2 separate regions of the Capra hircus genome follow, and region 2 is linked to region 1. The links are chromatin contacts, called in public Hi-C maps. All regions are on one chromosome and are shown on one strand. Each heading gives the region's core, a stretch centred on a gene start, on an enhancer-like site or on the middle of the called end of the contact. The rest is flanking DNA. Distances are from core to core; before and after follow the strand shown. Region 1 overlaps MANSC1 (MANSC domain-containing protein 1). Region 2 overlaps BCL2L14 (apoptosis facilitator Bcl-2-like protein 14).

Evidence for each region. Hi-C and Micro-C count contacts between places; a contact is called where the count stands out from the background.
Region 2: a contact with region 1 is called in a Hi-C map of blood, with 4 times the contacts expected there. The contact joins two enhancer-like sites. A contact is called at or near these places in 3 of 5 Hi-C or Micro-C datasets (blood and liver).

Annotation. Positions count from the first base shown.
Region 1 is chr5:96,105,273-96,111,998 of ARS1.2, forward strand. It overlaps MANSC1 (MANSC domain-containing protein 1), which reads left to right. Exons shown (of 4, transcript XM_005680822.3): 4 at 3,440-4,780. The coding sequence ends at 4,317. Among named protein-coding and RNA genes, the nearest start is that of MANSC1, 23 kb to the left of the region's middle. Within about 2 kb of position 3,914, at least 1 of the 5 cell types and tissues checked has an H3K27ac peak or open chromatin away from gene starts, as enhancers often do.
Region 2 is chr5:96,356,067-96,363,113 of ARS1.2, forward strand. It overlaps BCL2L14 (apoptosis facilitator Bcl-2-like protein 14), which reads right to left. Exons shown (of 7, transcript XM_005680826.3): 3 at 6,643-6,807; 4 at 5,640-5,747; 5 at 4,033-4,100; 6 at 1,574-1,840. Among named protein-coding and RNA genes, the nearest start is that of BCL2L14, 16 kb to the right of the region's middle. Within about 2 kb of position 4,030, at least 1 of the 5 cell types and tissues checked has an H3K27ac peak or open chromatin away from gene starts, as enhancers often do.

The DNA.
Region 1 (6,726 bases), core at 2,664-5,163:
GCAGAAACCATTTTTTTAAGGGCCAGTGTGAAGGTGGTGGTTTAGTCGCTAAGCCGTGTCCAACTCCTGCGACACCATGGACTCTAGCCTGCCAGGCTCCTCTGTCCATGGGATTTTTCAAGCCATACTGGAGTGGGTTCAGTGTGAAAGTGAAAGTGAAGTCGCTCAGTCGTGTCCGACTCTTTGCAACCCTATGGACTGTGTCCATGGGATTTTCCAGGCAAGCGTACTGGAGTGGGTTGCCATTTCCTTCTCCAGGGCATCTTCATGACCCAGGGATCGAACCCTAGTCTCCCTCATCGTAGGCAAACACTTAACCGCCTGAGCCACCAGTGTGAAGGTGATGAAGTGAAATTAGAATCCAACAGTTCCTGTGGCAGCCACCAGGGGGCACCACCAGCCCAGAGCAGGTTGATACCTAGGGACAAACTGTCACCTACGCCGGACTGGGTGTCCTGTCTGTATTCACAGATGTTTACAAATTGTGTTTGTAATACTATTTCTGAATCTGCCCATGTTGCTGGATTGAGATTACCCCATAAAAATGAATTATCTGCCTCTTGGTTCGAGTGAAATCCAGTAGATATTTTTGGCGGTTTGTTTAGAGATGAACTCAATTTCCTGTGATTAATATTTACAGACCAAAGGTTCGAAAGATGATAATGCACTCTGTTCATTCTGTAAAACCATTGCAGCTGGACATTATTTCATGTCAGTTTGTTTGTTTTTGCAGCTTGGTGGTCTGTCATGCCACCAAGGACTAGAATAGACTAGAATAGGGGAATTCAGAAATAGAATAAACTGAGAGTCTGTTGGCTCAGCTGGTCTCCACGTTAATAGTCAATACTTAAATTGTTTTATCTAGTCAAGTCGCTCGCATATGAAACTCAAAAGACGGGCTGAATACACAGGGCTGTTTCCCAGCACCTTCTGTAGCTCATGTCTATGTGACTGAGAGAAAACACCACACCCCAATGGCAAACATCAGAGGGTGAGGTAAATGGAACAGGTGTGGAGGATCCCAGCGTGGTTCTAGGACCTTAGCCAATAGATGAATCTTATCAAGAAATGGGACTAGCCCTCGCTTTGTTTTATTTATAACCTTGCATTCTTGAGAAAGGAAACAGCTGTTTTGGTCATTCTTGTCAATGGGCTTAACTTCTGAGTTCACATACATCACAGAGCATTTACTTAGCCTTTTTTTTTTTTTAATTTTAAAGTGAAATATGATGAGTCCTGCTCTTTTTAAAAATATCTGACACAGCCTAAAAATACAGATGCTGTTTATCTCACGGTGACACTATGCCTGCCAATGTCATATCACCTGCAGCAGAAACTCTTTTCTTCAGCTTTGTTGGAAGAATTTCAGGCATCAGCATTCTATTTGAGAGTGTCCCAGAGCAGGTGCCCACAAACTTTTTTCTGTCAGGGGCCAAATAATAAGTGTTTTAGGCTTTTCAGGCAAGTCTTTTAGGCTCAGTGGGCCATATGCAATCTGTCAGACATCCTCACCTCTGTCCTTGTAGTAGAGACAGCCATAGACAATATGTAAACAAATGAGCATGCTTGCGTGCCAATAAAACTTTATTTATGGAAACTGAAATGTAAATTTCATATAATTTTCATGTGTTACAAAATATCCTTTTTGATTTTTTTTTTCAATCATTTCAGAATGTAGAAGCCATTCTTAGCTTGCAAGCCTTATAAAGAGAGGTGGCAGGGACTTCTCTGGTGGTCCAGTGGCTAAGACTCTGCAATTCCAATGCAGGGGGCCTGGGTTTGATCCCTGTCAGGGAACTAGATCCAACATGCTGCAACTAAGATTTCGAGTGCTGCAACTGAAGACCCCAAATTGCTGCAACTAAGACCCAGCGCAGGCAAATCAATAAAAAAAAAAACTAGAGAGAGAGAGATGGCAGGCTTTTTTGGCTCTCAGGCCATAATTTGCTGACCCCTGTCCTAGATGCATTAATAAGTGACAGTTCTAAAGGACCTCAAATGGTGACGTTTAGAGAGTAGTCAAAGATGTCACAAGTGTGAATGTGCCTCTGGATCTATTTGTTAGGAGAGAGGAGAGTGAGGAGTTTAGAATTGGTATTGAGGGAAGTTGAAGAGGGGAAAGAGAACAGAGGAGAATGAACCAGTGAATTCTAGAAAATTCCTTTGCTTCCTTCCTTGTGTTTCTGCAGTTCTTACTGAAGTGTAATGATTAGCCCAGTAGCAGAGTGAGCACATGCTAAGTTGCCTCTGTTGTGTGCACAACTTTGCAACCCTATGGACTGTAGCCTGCCAGGCTTCTGTATCCATGGAATTCTCTAGGCAAGAATACTGGAGTGGGTTGCCATGCCTTCCTCCAGGGGATCTTCCCAACCCAGGAACCGAAGTCTCATGTCTCCTCCAATGGCAGGCGAGTTCTTTATCACTAATGCCACCTGGGAAATCCTAAGTAGCAGAATAATATGGTGCAATTCAACTGGCCTTTCCCTGCCCCAGATTGCTTTAACTGGCCTTTTCAGTTTGAGTTTTCATAAACAGCATGTGTGACAAAGAGCAAAATTCTAACCTTTCTCAAGCAGGAGGAGCATCTGAGGCTAGTTCCTCCTCTGCAGGAGTTGGGACTGTGATTGTCTGCTTTTTATGTCAGTCACATGGCCAGCATGACTTCAGATACTGGTCCATCGTCTTCAGAACCTGAGATACTGGCTATATAATTTTAATCTTCAAGAGTCAAAACGATCACTGGTGGTCCAGTGAGCAAGACTTCACACTTAGGGATATGGGTTCCATTCCTGGCTGGAGAACTAAGATCCAAGCAAGAATACTGGAGTGGGTTGCTATTTCCTCCTCTAGGGGATCTTCCTGACCCAGAGACTGAACCCCTGTCTCCTGCATTGCAGGCAGATTCTTTACTGCTGTGCCACCTGGGAAGCCCTTGCTGCCCCCACTGAACTCCTCTTAGCATCTTTGCTGGCCCCTCCCACCTCCTCCTTCCTCTAGAAGGAAGGTGCCATCACTCTAGAAATCAACCTGTGTGCCATCACTCTAAAAATAAACCAGAGCTTCTGCAGGAGAGGCCAGGTCCTTGCACCATGAAATACTGGGCTTCCCTGACTGCTCGGTGGTAAAAAATCCACCTGCAATGCAGAAGCCTCAGGTTTGATCCCTGGATCTGAAAGATCCCCTGGAGGAGGGCATGGCAACCCACCCCAGTATTCTTGCCTGGAGAATCCCATGGACAGAGGAGCCTGACGGGCTACAGCCCATAGGGTCACAAAGAGTCTGGTACGACTGAAGTGACTTAGCCCCCATGCACATACCATGAAATACCAGGTAGCAATAGTCTGAGGTCTTATTGAATAAGCTGATGACATTTGTCCCTTCTGTCCTCCCTTCATATGAAAATGTCGAAGTCTTCTTATTATTTTCTTTCCATTTTCAGATTTCCCATCTTTGGCCAGAACTGATTTGCCAAGCCCAGGGGTAGCCCAGGAAAGCTCCATCTTCTCTGGTGGATCTTCCCATGCCATCACTGTCACTCCCCAGCCTCCAACCGGTGACTCAGAGCCCACGGTCTTATGGAGAGATTCATTTTCTCAGACGTCTGGATCCTCGGATCACTTGGAGAAACTACTCAAGATTGATCTGGAGAGTCCACCGTCATCTGATTATAAAGAAGAAGGCCACTCTCAGACGTCACAGTCTTCCTCAGGACCAGCAATAGCTAATCTGCTGCCTGAAAACGTGACAGCATTCCCCTCTACAATGGCGGTGTCTTCTCTGCACACCATCCTGGCCACTCCGAAGTCTCTCTCTGCATCCCTCCCTGCCACCAACACGGCAGTGATGCCACCTCTGACTTGGCAGCCTCGGAGAGCCACCTCCGCCCCAGCCATAGCCACGATCACTAGCACGACCACAACTGCAGTTTCGACTTCCCTCTCCAGGGCATCCACGGACTCACGAGGCCCACCCACCACGGTGCCCTTTCGAGACATCGCCAATCTGACTTGGAGCGCGGAGGATGCCGGGGAGTCTGTTACATTTCCTTTGTCAAATGTGGATTCTCCTGCTACAAATATGACAGCTTCCCAAGAGAATGGGAAGGCCAGTGCAGGCGACCCCTCCCTGAGCAATGCCCCAGGAACCCAGCAAGGCCTTACCATTGAGCAGTGGCTCCTGATTGGGACTGTGCTCTTCGGGGTCCTCTTTCTTGCCATAGGCCTGGCCCTGTTGGGCAGAATGCTCCTAGAATCCCTCCGCAGAAGACGTTACTCGAGGTTAGATTATTTAATCAATGGCATCTATGTTGACATCTAAAGAGAACAATAGCTGTCTCTTAATTCGTGTAGTTACTGCTAGCCTCACTGCAGCAAGTTTCTGGGGACTTACTGATCTTCGCAGGATTTTTCAAGTGTTTTGAAGACAGGCAGATGCCTCTTACTGCGTTCTTTTTGCTTGTTCTTTAGAGAGAAAGGGGGCAAAGAAACAAATGGGGTGGCCTGAGTGATCTGTCTCTAAACCATTAGATGAAAACAAAGCTCTCCCTAAAGCAATAAAGAATAATTGCCACATAAATTGGAAAGCGACTGGCTTTTTTACAGAGAAAAAGGGTTAGGATTCCTAGGCTCCATTTCACTAATGTTTCTGGTTCCCGATAAAGTTGACTGTGTATGATATTAATTCTAATGGATTTACTTTCCTTTTTATAAGAATTCCAATAAAACTTATTCCAGATGTAGTTCCTTCCAATTAAGTATTTGAATAAATCTTTTGGTACTCAGTAATGTTCCTGTAAATGACACATCCCGTTGGATAACTTTAAATTTATTCCCACCAGCAAAATGATTAAATGATGAAAATATGTGTTCTAAGTTAAAATGACAACCCCCTCCCCCTCGCCTTTTCCCATCAGTGAGCAAAAGGGTGTCCTTAGGGAGAATTCTAGCAGAATATTAGCCTGCATGGAGACAATGATAAGTGAGTTCTGATACATGGCCAAATCTACTTTGGGTCTGTTCTAGCTAACTTTTTTTTTTTTTTTTTCAAAGAAATAAAATACACAGGCATTTTCTAAACTTAAGTAAGTTTAAAATGTAACAGTATGATTTATAATTCCTTATCTAAACTGGACCAATAGTCAATTTTGGCCTTATTTGGAATAACAATGGAAATAACAGATAACACTTAAAATGACAGGCATTCCCCATTTTATTGTTCTTCACTTTATCCCACGTTGCAGTGTGCACACTGCACACTGCATTTTTTGCAAATTGAAGATTTATGACAACCCTGCTTCAAGCAAGTCTGTGGGCACCATTTTTCAACAGCATTCATTCAGTTCCTGTTTCTGTGTCACATTTTTGTTAATTCTCATGATATTTCGGGCTTTTTCATAATTATTGTATTGGTTCTCAGGATCTGTAATTAATGATCTTTGATATTACTGCTATGAATTGCTGAAGGCTCAGATGATGATTAGCATTCTTTTAGCAATATTTTAATATTAAGGTGTATACTTTTTTTTTTAAGACAGTGCTATTGCACTTAGTACTCAGTATGGTGTAAACATAACTGTAGGCTTTGGGAAACAAAAGAATTTGTGTGACTCACTTTCTTGCCGTAGTCACTTTACCGCAGTGATCTGGTACCGAACCCAGAGCATCTCTGAGGTCTGCCTGCATTATTGAATGATTTTATTGTTGTTCAGTTGCTAAGTCATATCGGACTCTTTTGTGAACCCGTGGACTATAGCATACCAGGCTTCTCTGTCCTCAGCTAGCTCCTGGAGTTTGCTCAAATTCACGTCCATTGAGTCGGTGATGCTATCTAACCATCTCATCTTCCCCTTCTCCTTTTGCCTTCAATCTATCTTTCCCAGCATCAGGGTCTTTTCCAACAAGTCAGCCCTTCACTTCAGGTGGCCCAAGTATTGGAGCTTCAGCTTCAGCAATAGTCCTTCCAGTGAATATTCAGGGTTGATTTCCTTTAGCGTCGACTGGTTGGATCTCCTTGCAGTCCAAGGGACTCTCAAGAGTCTTCTTCAGCACCACAGTCTGAAAGCATGAATTCCTTGGCTCTCTTCTTTATGCTCCAGCTCTCACATCCACACATGATTACTGGAAAAATTATAGCTTTGACTTTACGGACCTTTGATTAGTATGCTGCAATTTTTATTGATTAGTTATGACAGCGTCTGAAGTGAAACCGGGGTAACCTGGAATCCAGGAGGCTGCCTGGGTCACTTTGACACCTCACCTCTCTGAACTTTAATTTACTACCTTGCAAAGCAAGAGATTTTGGTCCCTTCCTGGTGTCGTCAGGGTGTCGTCAGTTAAAAGTGGGATTCATGTAAGAATTTATACAGTGACCGCTAGAGGGCAGTAGCTGGTTAATAAGTAGAGCCCAGGAAGGCAAATGTAGACAAAGACAGAAGCAGGCTTGGCTTTTCTCCTCCCTGCTTCCCATCCCCTTGCCTGGTACCCCCTCCCCCTCCTTCCTGGTTTACACTAAGCTCATAAAGCTCATTAAGAGGAAAGCTGGCCTATTGAAAATACTACTTTTCATATATTTTCCAACTTAACAGCTTGACACAAATCTCCAAGGGGTTTACATAAGCTTTAAGTAGGTTGAATAAATAAAACCTTGACTCAATTTAATTTAACAAGTATTTATTGAATATCCACATGTACACTAGAATCAGATTAGTAACTAAGTGCCTTGGAATTT
Region 2 (7,047 bases), core at 2,780-5,279, 250 kb after region 1:
ACTATTTTTCATAGAACACTTTTGGCATTTCAGTTACATTAGTTAACTAGATTTTGAGAACTAGCTTGCAAATCCAGTTGATACTTACAGTCCCTCTGGAAGAGTATATTAAGACCAACAATGATGGTAATTTCCTGTATATAATTGTAGTGCAAATATAAAGTGTTGTAAAGGCTCAGAGGCTGCTAAGGGTCTTGAGCTGGAGTAGTCAGGAGGGGCTCTGGGGTGGGACTTGAGGGGGCCCTGGTCTTGATGGGCCTTAGAGCTGTTAAATCTTAAGTGATGTTCAGGAATCTATCCTCCTCCATGAGTTAAGGCAGCTTGAATTTGGAGTACTCAAGAGCCTTGTTCAGATTAGCCACTTCCTGCTGCTGCAGTCACATCAGTCATGTCTGACTCTTTGCAACCCAATGGACTGTAGCCCACCTGGCTCTTCTGTCCTTGGAATTTTCCATGCACGAATACTGGAGTGGGTTGCCACTTCCTTCCTCAGGGGATCTTCCTGACCCAGGGGTAGAACCTGCATCTCCTGCATTGGCAGGCGGGTTCTTTTACCACTAGCACCACATGGGGAGCTCAGATTAGCCACTTAAGGGCTATCATATCTGGTGTGACAGTAGAAAATAGGAAAGAACTGAAGTCTGGGTAGTTTAATGGGCAGCTACCAGTGACTATGGTGGGCACATCAGCCCCATAGGCATGATCAGCTTACTTCCCATCTGGTAGCCAAGAGACTAAGCCTGTTTGGAGGCCCTGGGGTCATGCTGGCCATGCCCAGAGCAGACTCAGGTCTTTTCCTGGCCTCTGGACCACCCTAGTAGAAAGAGGACTCATGATAGTAGAGCATGTCCTCCTAGGAAGGGCTGGAACAGACAAAAATGTCCTATGCCTGCTGAGGTTTAGAGCTCTGGGGTAAAGCACTTTGAAAAGGTTCTCCTTATGAGGCCATTTGAACAGGACAGTTTTAAGGAAGTCTCAAAGGAAAAGGGTAGGGGAAGGGCTGAGGCTGAGGAATCAGGGTAAAGATGTCTGTTTTGCCTGATAGCAGATAATTTAAAAATAGATGAAAATTAAACTGCTCTTCAGTTTGTATCAAAATGTCCCTGTCAGAATGTCTGGGTCCCAACAGCAATGACAAAATGTCATAAGCCCTGAACCTCTGTGTAAAGATTATTCCCACATCCCTGAGAGAATAAGGAACTTCTCCTAGTCTCACTGCCAGACTTCCGTTGCCTGCAAAATTTGTGAAAACAGAAATTGTATCTATCCAAACATTTTATATCTCAGCATCTCTTCATTTCCTGTTCTGTCTGACCAGTCCCTCTCCTCTCACTCACATACCCCACATACCCTTTGGGAGCTCAGTAAATATTTATTGATAATGAAGATAATAACTAAAAATATGTTCCCATCAATGGGGTAAATCTCTTGCCACTCAAGTGTCCTAAACCCATGAGAACCGCTTCAAAGATGTGTTCCCTTCACTTAAAAAAACAACCCCCAGAAAAACCCCTTTCCGTCCCGTGCCCCCTGAGTTCTGGGAAGATTTCATTTTTAGATAGAATGCACTTACCCATCCACCATGCTGCTGGATCCAGGGTGAGAAATTCTCTTTCAGGTACTTGGCTCCAAAACCCAGCACCCTGTTCATGGGGTGGTTGTCGATGGTCGTGAGCTTGGCTATGACATCTATTGCAAGAGCAGCTTTAAAGCCCTGAGCTTTGACCTCTGATTCTCCCCGGGTATCCACGTCCCTTAGGAACTGGTCTGTGATGGTCTTGACAACAGGATAGGATAACCCATCCAGGAAGCAGGCCATCAAAACTTTATCTTTCTTCAACTGTGTATGAGAGGAGAAACAGTATATGTCAGCCTTGGCTGGGCAGGCAGACTCTCCGGCTGAACACTGGACAACTGAAACACGCAGTGGAAAACCCTGGTTTCTAATCTCAAATGCGGAACCATATCCTGCAGGACCACAGGGCATGGACTTTCTTTGTGATTTCCTTCCGTGGGAACCAATACAGACTGAACAGCCGATTCACAGGACATTCAACACATGTTTCCTAGCACTTAGGACAGGTGGTAGGTACCGTGAACGATTAAGATGCATCCTCACTCAAGGGGCTCAGAGGCCACCGACACTTGTAACCCAGTGAAAGGTGCTTTGTTAGAGGTTGTGTAATGGGCAGAATCCACAACCTGGAAATCGCTGTTTTGGCTCAAACTCCTGCTCCACTTATTATTAGCTGTGCAATCTTGGCGAAATTACTTAACTTCTCAGTTTCAGTTACGTCATCTCTAAACTGGGGCGACAGCCCCTATGAAAAAAGTGAAAGTGAAGTCGCTCTGTTGTGGCTGACTCTTTGCAACCTGATGGACTGTAACCTGCCAGATTCCTCCATCCATGGGATTTTCCAGGCAAGAATACTAGAGTGGGTTGCCATTTCCTTCTCCAAGGGATCTTCCCAACCCAGGGATTGAACCTGGGTCTCCCACACTGCAGGCAGACTCTTTACCGTCTGAGCTACCAGGGAAACCCAGGGTAATTTTGAAACACTTGGCCTTGTGTCCAACATGGAGGAAATGCTCTTGAAATGTTAGCATGTGTCCAGGATGCTTCAAGAGCTCAGAGTTATTAGGGAAACCTTCATGAGTTACCTGAGTTCATGTGAAAAGAAAAACAAAATTGAATCCATTGATTCCCTTCCATTGTTCTACTCAATTGATTTTACCTTATACTCCTCTCTTGAATGTTTTATTTCTTAGCTTTCCTCCCTTTAGAATATCATGGTCTTAGAAAAAGAACAATACTGCCTTGGCAGGTTTTTTTTTTTTTTTTTTTTTTGCCATGCTGCACAGCATATGGGATCTTAGTTCCCTGACCAGGGATTGAACCCATGTCCCCTGCATTGGGAGCATGGAGTCTTAACAGCTAGACCACCAGAGAAGTCTCAGTGGACAGCCTTGAGAGCTACAAGGTTCCTCCTTCAAATGGGGAGAAATGACTTGCCCTGTACTCCTGTCCACTGATGCTAGTTCTAGAGAAACACAGGGTCATCATATGCCCTGTTCTGTTTTCTGCTTCCTCTGCACCCCTGACCACCCTCTACTATGGCCCAAAACTCTCCTATTTCCTCCTCTTTTCTTTGGTCTGATGCCTTGGTTTCCTCAATGTTTCTCATTCTGTACCATTGCATATTCCTCCCCCATCCTGGTCACCATCCTCTGGGACACCTCTGACAAGGGCATTGAGGAGCCACCGAGCACGCTGGGGTGGACTGGGGTGGGTGGCTGGCTAGTTAGAGCTGTTAACCCCTCCTACAGAGCCCCACGGACTTGGCTTCCTGCCCATGGATCCTTGCAAAACAAAAGAGTGTGTCCCCAGGCCATCTCCTGATGGCCAGACGCAGGAGACCTCATAGCCAGCCATGGGTAACACACAGAGACGAGATGCCTTCAGAAGCCATGACCACAGGGGGGCCTGCCCGCTGCCACCTTACCTGAAGGCAACCCTTGCACGTTCCTGACGGGAATAACCAGTCTCAACTTCTAACTGGCCTGAAACCCAGCATTCTCCAGGTAACGCTAACCCGTCCCCTGGCCAAACTGCTGAGAGAGAACAGTCCGGCCGTTCTAGGGGGAGATTTCAGACAACACTCCAGACTTGGAGCAGCTTTGGGACACAGATATTCAGGCTGCAGGGCAAACACAAGAGTCTAAACTTCCCTGAGGATCAGTTACATGGGGAACTAGATTCATAATTCTATTCAGCGAATTTTAATTTATTGGTGACTTTTTTCCTTTCCAAAAATTCCGAGGAGGCTCCAGAAGGTTTACTTATGTTTTCCAAAGTGATTCATTTTTGAGACCCTGCCAGCATGAAGAGTTTTGACTCCAAGGGAAATAAAATTTAGGACTTAAGTGGAAACCAGAACTTTGAAAAAGGAGTACAACCATCAGTCCAGTTCCATTCCCCAGTACAGGGCGGGGACACAGAAAGAAAACCCATTAGTTCAAGACGCTCCCTACCTCTCTTTCCAACTGCTCCCCCGAATATTTCAGCAGCTCAACAATTCTGGCTATTATTTGGTCGTCTTCTGTCAGGGGAAAATTACAGTTATTTCTTTCAAGAGAAAAAAAAAAAAATCTTGTATGTTTCCAGGGACAAACTTGTAGCCTGGTTAGGGAGTGAGGAAGACCATGCGCTTTGTAACTTCCAGCAAAGTAAATCTTACTTCACCTCTTCTGATGATGCCCAAAGCATTCTGAACACCCTCTCCTCCATCCCCTTCTTTCCTCCCCTAGTCCCCCGATTCTCACCGTGAAACTCATCACTTTATTTGCTCTAAGAATGCTGGTGAAGATGCATGAGCTTATCTCTAATGATACTTAAAAGAAAAAATTTTTAGCTTTTATTTTGTATTGGGGTATAGCCGATTAACAACATTGTAATTGTTTCAGGTGGAGAGTGAAGGAACTCAGTTGTACATATACATGTATCCATTCTCCCCTAAACTCCCCTATGTTCCAGGCTGCCACATAACGCTGAGCAGAGTTCCCTGTGCTATACAGTAGGTCCTTGTTGGTTATCCATTTTTAAATATAGCAGTGTGTACATGTCCCTCCGTAATTCCCTAACTGTCCCTTCCCCCCTGATACTTAGAAGAAATGTCTCTCAGGTCTTTGGGCTTTTCCTAAGCAGGTGGTCTTTTCCCATGTAGATACCATAAACCCCTATTTGATCATATTCATCCTTTGTGTTAACTGCTAGAAAACTCAGAGCCAAACTGTGGCCTCCTAAGAGGAAGGTACAGTCTTCCTGAATTTGGGGAATTAAAGTCATTCCTAAACCCACCTGTTTTCCTACTTTTTTTTTTTTAACATTATCTTTCAGATTGGACTTATCTAACTAAAACCTGGACTTTGTATGTTGTGTCTTTACAACAGGGTAGAGTCTAAGGAAATACAATGAATAAGTCCTCCCACCCCAAAGGCTAACATGGCAGATGGAGACAGAGATGGCTCCAGTTGGTGTGTGCTGTGTGTGTTGGAACAGGGAAGGTGGAGTCTGCTTTCCCTTGTCTCCAAACGTGCTAACAGTGAGATAATATTAGGAAAACAGTCATTGCTATAGCGTTGAATCCAAACAGAGACAAGCCTGTTACTGAGGGAACAGCATGTTTTCCTTGTGGCATAGTCTCTGAAGTCATGAAGTCCTCATGTGTGTCCCAGAGGAGAAGGGGAGGAGAGGCCAGGAAAGTCCTGCCACGAGGTCGTGTGAAGGGCAACGTGGTAGGAAGCCTGAAACCCAAGCCACCTGGGAGAAGAAGGACTGGGTGCTTCTGCCGCCTATATGTAGTTTGTATCTGACTCTGTTGCCTCTTTCGGGGAAAGATGCTGCAGCAGCAGTCCCAGCTTCTCACGTGCTGGAGGATGGGGGCCTGAGCTTTGGCTTGGCTTCGTGTCACCACTTTTTGTGGCCCAGACACACGTGAGATAGCAGTAAAGTAGGAACACTTTGGGTTTTTTTTTTTTTTTTTTTAGCTCTCCGGGGGTCCCTGCTCTCCCAGCTCCTCACTCGGAGCCCCTTTGGCAGTCTGTGGTCCTGGCAGGACAGCAAGGGTGGACACACTCACCAGTCTGGTTCTGGGGTGGGAGGGCACCGCCATGATCGTAGAATCCCCTGCTGGCTTGTCGCTTGATGCGCTGCAGACTCAAGAGCCAGCTGGGCCCCTCATCGTCCACTGGAGTTTAAGAAAGAGAACCACAGGGAAGTGCAGACTGAACTCCTCTTCCCGGGCACTTGGTCCTGTTTCTCTCAACTCTGGGCTTCCCTGGTAGCTCAGACCGTAAAGAATCGCCTGCCAATGCAGGAGAGGTGGGTTCCATCCCTGGGTCGGGACGATCCCCCGGAGGAGGGTGTGGCAACCCACTCCAGTATTTTTTGCCTGGGAAACCCAGTGGACACAGGAGCCTGGCAGAGTACAGTCCATGGAGTCATAAAGAGTTGGACACAACTGAACGACTAACACCTTCACCTTCCCTTTCCCTCAGATCTAGAATTCCTACAGGTCAGTTGGGGTCCACAGTCCTGCCTGCTGCTCCAGTTTGGGTGACAATTGACCCAGCCTGGTCACTGCTTCTCAGGTCTGCTTCATGTCTGCCTCTAGGCTTGGTGCCTGACAAGCCTCCTGCTTCTTCACAGGAGCCCAAGGCAATAGTGTAAACTCCTGGGTGGATGCTCCACCTACAGCCTGTGCACTCGCTTGAGCACACTGGGCCTTGGGCGTGGCTAACATGGTGAAATCTAATGCTGCATTCCCCCCCTGCCGCCCCCCACCTGTGAACAAGATTGAGCACTTGCTTTGTACCTCCTCCTGCCCCTCAATAGGAGACTTTTCTTTGGACTTAACAGTGAGCTTGGCATGCTGCTTCCCTCTGCTGGCGCACTCCCCTTGGCTTGGGCTGGGTTCTCCAGCTAAAGGTCAGTGCCTCCAGCGTGTGCTTGTGGTGCCCTGAGTGCAGGTCAGCAGAGATTCCTAAGTGGCGGGGCCCTGAACTGAATAAATACATACGAGCTCATGGACCTCTGCTTGGCCAACACGCACCCTGGGGCAAATGCTCAGAAGGGAAGTTTACCTTTCTTGGTACTTTCAGCTCCAGACTGCTCTTTGGGACCCTGAAATACCAGAACCTCTTTGGACGTGAAGCCTCCTCCCTGGCTGTGGAGCTCTTCTGGCGGCGGCCAGGAATAAACGATTTCAGCGACTCGGTTGGCAATGGAAGCGACTCTGGGGTCCGTGGCTGAAAGAAGACAAAACGGTGCTGACAGGCCCTTCCCAGAACTTTGTCTGGCTCATTGGTATGCACGGTTGCCCGAAATGAAAACACCGGGCCTAGAAGGAAAGGAAATGGCCTGGGGCCGTGCAGGAGTGTGCGTTTTGGGGGGAGGTGGTGGCATTCTTCAGAAAGCCTGGGCAGTTGCCTGGCAGAGGCTGGGATGGGGGAGGGGCGCGCAGGAATGATTGCCACCTTGAAACAATT